Linked DNA regions of Drosophila melanogaster: region 1 is linked to region 2. The links are chromatin contacts, called in public targeted proximity ligation maps. All regions are on one chromosome and are shown on one strand. The core of a region is the stretch at or near the end of the contact, and the rest is flanking DNA. Distances in the headings are between cores, read along the strand shown. Region 1 holds the start of lncRNA:CR43174 (long non-coding RNA:CR43174). Region 2 holds the start of CG7408.

Region 1 (3,853 bases), core at 1,062-3,561, 55 kb after region 2:
GTGTTTGCCCTGAACTTCTGGCGCACTTGAGTGGGTTCAGATTCGGATTCCTTGCCACCGAAGTCACCCCATTTTCCAGCTTCCTTCTCGCATTCCAACACGTGTCCTGGTTTGACGCTTCCGTATCCTGCTTTTTGTGGTGGGGCATGGAATGGAGCGAGGAGCTGGCAACGGATCGGGAACGGGACTGGGCTTGGATTTTCGGATGCTGCGCAGTTTGTTGTTGCCCCCGCTTGATTTTGTGTGGGAGGGTGGTTGGCTTTCACCGCCCGCTCAACTTCAAGGTTAACTTCCGGTCCTCAACTTGCCCAATTTTCCTGGGCTTGTGCGGGCGCCACATTGTCCTGACAGCGGCATTATGTAATCCACTCCTAGGTTCCAGCTCCAACAACGCCTACTGTTTTTCCTGTTTCCCTGCTTCCTTGAGTTCGTTCAACTCGCGCTGCGGTCATAAATCTCTCTCGTTTTTGCCCAGCGGATGGGACATCCTGCTGGGTCAACGACTGCTGGGTCGTTGCCTTCCATACATGTCCTGTTTTTTTCCACTAGCTCCTCCTTTTTTTTCCATTTCCTACTCCCTATTTCACTTCACTTTTCCACTGATGATTACTTTCTGGCGTGCTGTTCCCGTCCTCATGTCTCTGCCATTAAATTGATGAATTAGCGTTTACATATTGGCCAAAGCTTTCGAAAGCCCCAACCACCACCACTCACTCAAGTCCTTTTCCATTAACATTATCTCGGAAGTTGGAGCTATCTGTGTTATTTCTATGTAAATTTGTGGGTTAGTATTCATGCAAATTGTTGAACTCTAGACGAGTTCTTGGAACTGCTCGTGGTTACATTTGGTTATGTTTTGACCTTTGGGGTGACAGGTTATTAACATATTGTGTTAGGGTGTTGATAAGGTTTACGAGGCAGCGAATATGAACTCATTGAACATTTACAAATTAAAATATATGCTAGATTCAGAAATAATTATGTAAATACAAATAAACTTCTGTTGATTATAATAAATATAAATATGCAACTTATAATAGTGATTCATTTTTAACGGGTCTTTCTTTTGGGCTGCAACTGATATAAGGAATATTTTAAACCATTACAAACTGAAAGAAGTACAGAAATAAATAGTTGAGTTGAGTTCCGTGGCAGTGAAATTTCAATGCCAAAACTAGAATTGTATAGCCATTACTGACCGATTCTAGCAGAAAGGTCAGGGTGAGCAAATGGAAATAGAATCGCATATGGAAATCGAAACAAACTAGCGCTGAGTGTTTTCAAAAAAGCGCTGAAATCAAATGGTGGAAGACCGCACAATCAATGACCACCACATGGGACCCAGCCCTACCATTTTCCCCCTGCCCACAGCTAATTGCGACTCAATTGTTCTCCGTCCCCTCGAAATTGTTTTGGGTCATTTGCCTGACCCGTGAGCACCGCTCGGCATATTTAGCAGTTTTGGGTGCGTCATCATTAGCGCAGCAATTGTCTCAGTCGCAACTTGGGCGGACATCGGCCGCCGGTCAATGGTCATTGCTCTGCCCCCACCCAGAACCTTTCCAGAACCCCACTCGATCCCGCCCTGCAAGTGCCCGCATAATGTGACTATATAGCCACCGGGTAATGGACGCCTTGTCAGCTATTTTCGCTGAACTTGAAACGCCGTCATGCATTGAAGGCGTGCAGTGGATTCGATACAATAATATACATAGCTCAATATTTGGCTGAAGAACTACTCTTTCAGAAGCTATTTCAGTTTTGCTATTATTTCAGCAATATATACAAAAATACAAAAAAAAAAATACAATTTAAATTGGAAATTTACAAAGCACAGGTAACAGGTAACATTTTGAAAATATTTATGAGTAATTCTTCCAGAAAATCTAAATCTAGATTAATATTTTTCTAAATATAAACATATCTAGTATAAAGTCATTATAACAGCAAGCTGGATTTCAATAGATATACAATATATGTAGATATAGATAATACATACAATATTGGTTGATTTCTTTTAAGAAATGTATATCACTTATCACTTATAAGGGTGTTACAAAATGGTTCTTTAAAAAATCTTTATAAAATTTTTATTTCAAGCTGGTGTTTGTTTACTTTAAATGTTCCCCATATAACATAACTTCCTGGAAACCAGTCCCGTTGACTCTGCCACATTTGGATAATTGCTGAAACCTTGAAAAATCGGCGCAGGCAAACCGAGCGCGAATTACATAAAACTTTATTATGACCAGATAAAAGCAAGCTGTGCTTAATTTAACTGAATTAAAAACACTCAAACGGAGCAGCTTACAAAAACAGACAACGAAACTGTGAAGTAAACATTTTCGTCGGGTTCTGGTCATGTGCTCGCTGTGTGGTTCCCGATTCCAGGGAATATTACGAACTTAACACTTGGTCAGTCCATTGGCCCATGTGCAGCGTGGGAAATTTGGAAGCAGTTCGTAGTCCGGAATGAAATTAAATGTGGGTCAAATTCAGTTTCATTAGAACTCGCCAGTGTCGCTAGGCGATTGAGTTAGATAAGGAGTGAAGTAAAGGCGGGGTATCCAAATGAATATGACTTCCTTATCCAAGACAGATGGAATTCCACTGAAAGTGAAGCAGGTAAATCAACAGTTTATGAATGAAAAGCAATCGTTGTATCTAGATACATCTTGTATCTAGATACAGAACTTAAAAAAATGGGTAACATGACTTTAAGAACAAAATTCATAGATCGTACGAGGTAATCATATGGTTTTACAAAGAATTCCAAGTCTCTTTTAATTTTACACAATTCAGAATTTCGACTTTAGATTGGTTAACACATTACAATTTTTAAATTGTTCAAAATGCGTTCATCATAAATAACATTCTTACCAATATTCTATCAAGGAATCATCCCCACGCTTGTTCTGAAAGTTCATGGTCATGTCGAAGTTAGTAACCAGATACTTTTTGGTCTCAAAAAAAGCAAGACTAATCCCAATTTGAAGCGTAACTCCTGCACCTTTTTTTTTCAGGCATCTGTTACCTCCTTTGTGGTCTCAATTGGCTTGTTATACGATATGCCCAGACCATGCCCTTTTCACCCTGCTTTTGAGATTTTCTCCGGCAAACGTTCACTGACCTCTTTCAGAGACCGGAGATCCGAAGAAAGTTTTTAGCCCGAAAATGCGTCACTGCCCAAACAGAAAACAAGCGGCAACAGAAGCAGCATGAGTGCCAAGAAACTGTGAAGAGTGTTTCATAGAAAAATTATACATCATGATCGGCGGCCGATAAAGATCTTCATTAGTCTGGAAACACGGAGTTGGGCCCCAACTCCGAATGGAGACTGGTGACTGGGTGACCCCAATAGGCATTCAAATCTCTCGATTTGCCTACTCGGTCCAACTCTCACTTTTTGCCGATCGCTGCTGTCGGTGAAAATCATTCAAATTCGGAATATATGTATGTATGTATGTCCAATATATATGTCCAAGAGTCGGGGCCAGTTCAACAAACCCCATTGAACTCAATCCGGAGCAATGACACCTCGCCGGGCCCTACAATCCGCACTCAACCTCACTTTCTTTTACGTGCATATGTCCATCCCTGTCATCCAAACATCTCTCTCTCCCTCTTGCACCCTTTGGCCGTTGAGGGGCTTACGGTTGTCTTATAGAGCTGTTGCCGTTGTTGCAACATTTTTCACTTTCTTTTCGGGGATCGCCATTTGAATGCCTTTCTTTGGCAGGGTAATGCAAAGCCAACAAAGACGACAACCAACTATTTTGTCCCAACTATTTTGATTTCTAAATTATTACTTGCTTTTTAACTTTTAATCAGTATTAAAACTTTGGAAAATTCA
Region 2 (3,849 bases), core at 367-2,866:
TAAGTTCAACTCATCCTTTTGGTATTATTTTGGACATTAAAAGTTTAAAAATGTTGTCAGTAAACAATAAGTAATTCGAATAATTTGTATTTATAAATAAAAACAGGAAGCTATTTTATTAAATATCTTATTAAATATCACCAATTCACTAAAATTATTTTAATGCTGGTTTTCATAATTATAATAAAAAAGCAACAATGTGAGCTATAGGGAACTAAAATTTCTAGAAAGTATGCTTCACAAAAACGTTGCATAATCTAATGCACTATAGGCTGAATGGTACCTTTTTGTGGCCAAAATTAATAACATATTTAGTTTCTGTTTTTTGTATTGGTTTACACTAGGTCATATCTTTTACGATACCAACAATTGTGGGCGTGGCATAGCGGCTTTCTCAGGGCAGATAGCCAACAGTTTTAATATGTATGGTGATTTACTGATTTAACACCCTTACGCGCAGCTGCACTCGCTGATTGGATTAATAATTTAATATTCCCTACCGTCGATTTCACCAAACTTGACGCCTTTCTTCACTGAGTTCTTCCACTCGATAATTTATAAGACATTGACGGCCGGCCTGTAGATCTAAGATCGTCAATCGATTTAAAGCTATAAACGGTCTCCATTTTAAGCCAATCTGTGTCCTTTCAAATAGCTTCAGATTTCTTTTACAAGCAGCCCACTTTTGCGACAATCTATAGCAAAAGTTTTGCAATGTTTTTTTAATCCGTCCTCATTATAATCAAATACTGGATCAGCTATTGAGATTTTATATATATCCAGTATTGTCTTCTCCCTTGCACGTTTACTTGCAGCAGAGAACCAAATTTTAATCACTTCCGCATTTGAGAATCGGAAGTTGCGACCTAAAAACTTTAATAACAAAAAAAGTGCGTAAAAGTGCACTTTAAGATTACATTCAAATGAACAATTATAGATGAATTATAGATGATGACACAGTATAGATGAAGTTAGGTGAAGTTCATGTTTAAATCTCTAGTTAAACATTAGTTATTGTTTCAGCTAATACACCTAAAAGCGCAATTTACAACACTCAACTACAGGGACAGCCACAAGAATTTAAACAATTCAAAATCACAAACACAGTCCCTTTCGATCACATTATACAATAACTTGTTTAATAAAACCGTTTCTTTATTTATTTTATATTAATTTAAAAGTGATTGTGTTGCTTGTAAACAAGCGATATCTTATCTTTTGAAAAATGTTGATTTTTTGAATTTCATTATTTGTCTTGACAAATTTTGTTCATATGCCATTGTCACTTTAACTCCCACAAAAATTAAAAGTTTACCTAGCACTTCCACTTGCAAAGTTACGGGTATATGATAGTCGGGATTATCGACCAAAGTTTTAAATGTAAATTGCAGTCAAGTTTTTTTTTTTTAAACTGTAGCTCCTGAAAGTATGCAGCAAATCTCTTCTGTAGACACGCTAAGAGGAACACGAATCTCTTTAGAATCAACTCTCTCTTCCTTTCTCTCTTGATACCACCCACTCCAAAGCTGGTTTGATGTTATTTTGGATGGGATATATGTATATATTAACCGGTAACTGACTATTGAGGCAGCCTCAAAATATTTTCAGTGGTTACTTACTTAGTTGCTCTCCGCACTTCGAGTCCGGCGGATCAGAGATTAGGATTCGGGGAACGATTAACTCGATCGCGAATACCAGTGACTGAAATTGGCATGCACGAATCTAGCTGATAAGTCCATTGTTATTTGGATTCCTTTTATTTGATTTCGGTGAGCATTTTTTTTTTAATCTGTCTGATAATAAAGGTGTGTGAACAGAATTAAAAGAATTGGCAATAAATTTTCGCCCGATCATTAAATACAATTTAAAGGTTTGGACTGGCGTTTGCAAATAATTAAGAAATGTAAAATATGTTTGTTTTGGCGTATGCAATAAACAAGCTGAAACTGTTCATGTGTAAAAGCTTATTTATTAATGGATGTGACAATGACTTGTCATTATCTACTATTTATCTTTAACTTTTTGTGTGTACAAGAATTATTTTTCACATATATCGCATGATAAACTAAGTACCTATCATTAAAGTTATTGTTTAATTTTATATATAAACATGTTAGTTTGAAACATATGTATTATGAGAAACGATTGCTGAAGAGTTTAATACTTCAAAATAATAAAAAAAACAATTGAGTTGGTAGAGAACGCTTTCCCAGGCCGATATTTTAGCAGTGATCATAAACAACTTCCTACTCATCTCATTTGCGTTTACTCGTAGTTGCTGTGATCTTTAATTACGCCTAATTTGTTGAAAACATTTGCCTAAGTGCACATTGCCACGCTGTTTGCATACTGTATATCAGTATTTACATATATTGGGTGTACTTTATTTATTTTTCAGCTAGATGTTATTTAGTTGATAAGTTAGTTGTTGAGCGGCAGAAATTTCCCAAAATTAACTATTTATTAAAAGCCTGACCAAATTGGTTAAATTGAAAAGCATTATACCGCTAATATATCCGGAACGATCTGAAGAGCTCATCCATCATTGACAGAGTGTTACCCGCTGACTTGTTGTCGCCCATTTGGTATGTTAATTTTTTAAACGCTTATATGCACTAATTCTCATTTATTTGTTTTTTTTTTCTACAAGCTGTCCCACATCATCCTCACTCCATTCACGGCGATGTCAACTCATCTGGATAAATTCAGCAGTGCTACCTCGTTGTTAACTGGCTTTGTTTTATGTATTGCCTTATCAAATGGAATTGTTGCCACATCCGATAAGCCCAATATCATCATTATTATGGCAGATGATCTGGTAGGCACCACGTGATAATTATTCGATCTAAATACTTAACGTCAGCTTACGACAGGGTTTTGACGACGTTAGCTTTCGCGGTTCCAATAATTTCCTCACTCCCAACATTGATGCTTTGGCATATAGCGGAGTGATCCTTAATAATCTCTATGTAGCTCCAATGTGCACACCCAGTAGAGCAGCTCTACTGACTGGAAAATATCCTATAAATACGGGCAAGTTTAGGCTTCGATGATAATAGAAATATATTCCCGAGTGATCCTATAACTGTAACTTACTTTTAGGAATGCAGCATTATGTGATTGTGAACGATCAGCCTTGGGGTCTTCCACTCAATGAGACTACCATGGCGGAGATTTTCCGGGAAAACGGATATCGAACAAGTCTCCTTGGAAAGTGGCATTTGGGGTTGTCACAGCGTAATTTTACGCCTACGGAAAGGGGCTTCGATCGTCACTTGGGATACCTTGGGGCCTATGTGGACTACTACACCCAGAGTTATGAACAACAGGTAAGGATAAGTTAGGAAACGAATCTATTATTCAAAAACGCATACCCGTGTTACTCAGCTAGCTGCAGTGCAAGTTTCCTTCTTTTAAATTCTTTCGAAAAATAATAACACTTTTACAGTGGTAAAAATTCAAAATTATCTTGCTTACAAATATTGTTTATACATACATCACATTTTTCATATTTTTTCAATTTTCTATTGTAATTTATTGAAACCTTCAATATTTTTGTTTTTTTCAGAATAAGGGATACAATGGTCACGATTTCCGAGACAGTCTTAAATCCACCCACGATCACGTGGGTCATTATGTCACCGATTTGCTCACTGATGCTGCCGTCAAGGAAATTGAGGATCATGGATCGAAAAATAGTAGCCAGCCCCTGTTTCTGCTTTTGAATCATCTGGCTCCACATGCTGCAAATGATGATGATCCCATGCAGGCACCAGCAGAGGAGGTGTCCCGATTTGAATACATTAGCAATAAAACCCATCGTTACTACGCCGCCATGGTTTCCAGACT

Evidence for each region.
Region 1: a targeted proximity ligation map of the S2 cell line shows a contact between it and region 2, with 2.9 times the contacts expected there. A contact is called at or near these places in 9 of 107 Hi-C or Micro-C datasets (the ML-DmBG3-c2 cell line, the S2 cell line, cellular blastoderm embryo and 2 more) and 1 of 7 datasets of targeted methods (the S2 cell line).

The regions. Positions count from the first base shown.
Region 1 is chr3L:17,931,721-17,935,573 of dm6, forward strand. lncRNA:CR43174 (long non-coding RNA:CR43174) reads left to right here and starts at 2,312. Exons shown (of 2, transcript NR_133259.1): 1 at 2,312-2,625.
Region 2 is chr3L:17,877,480-17,881,328 of dm6, forward strand. It overlaps CG7408, which reads left to right and starts at 1,617. Exons shown (of 7, transcript NM_140763.2): 1 at 1,617-1,769; 2 at 2,399-2,585; 3 at 2,651-2,818; 4 at 2,874-3,033; 5 at 3,103-3,329; 6 at 3,569-3,849. The coding sequence starts at 2,684.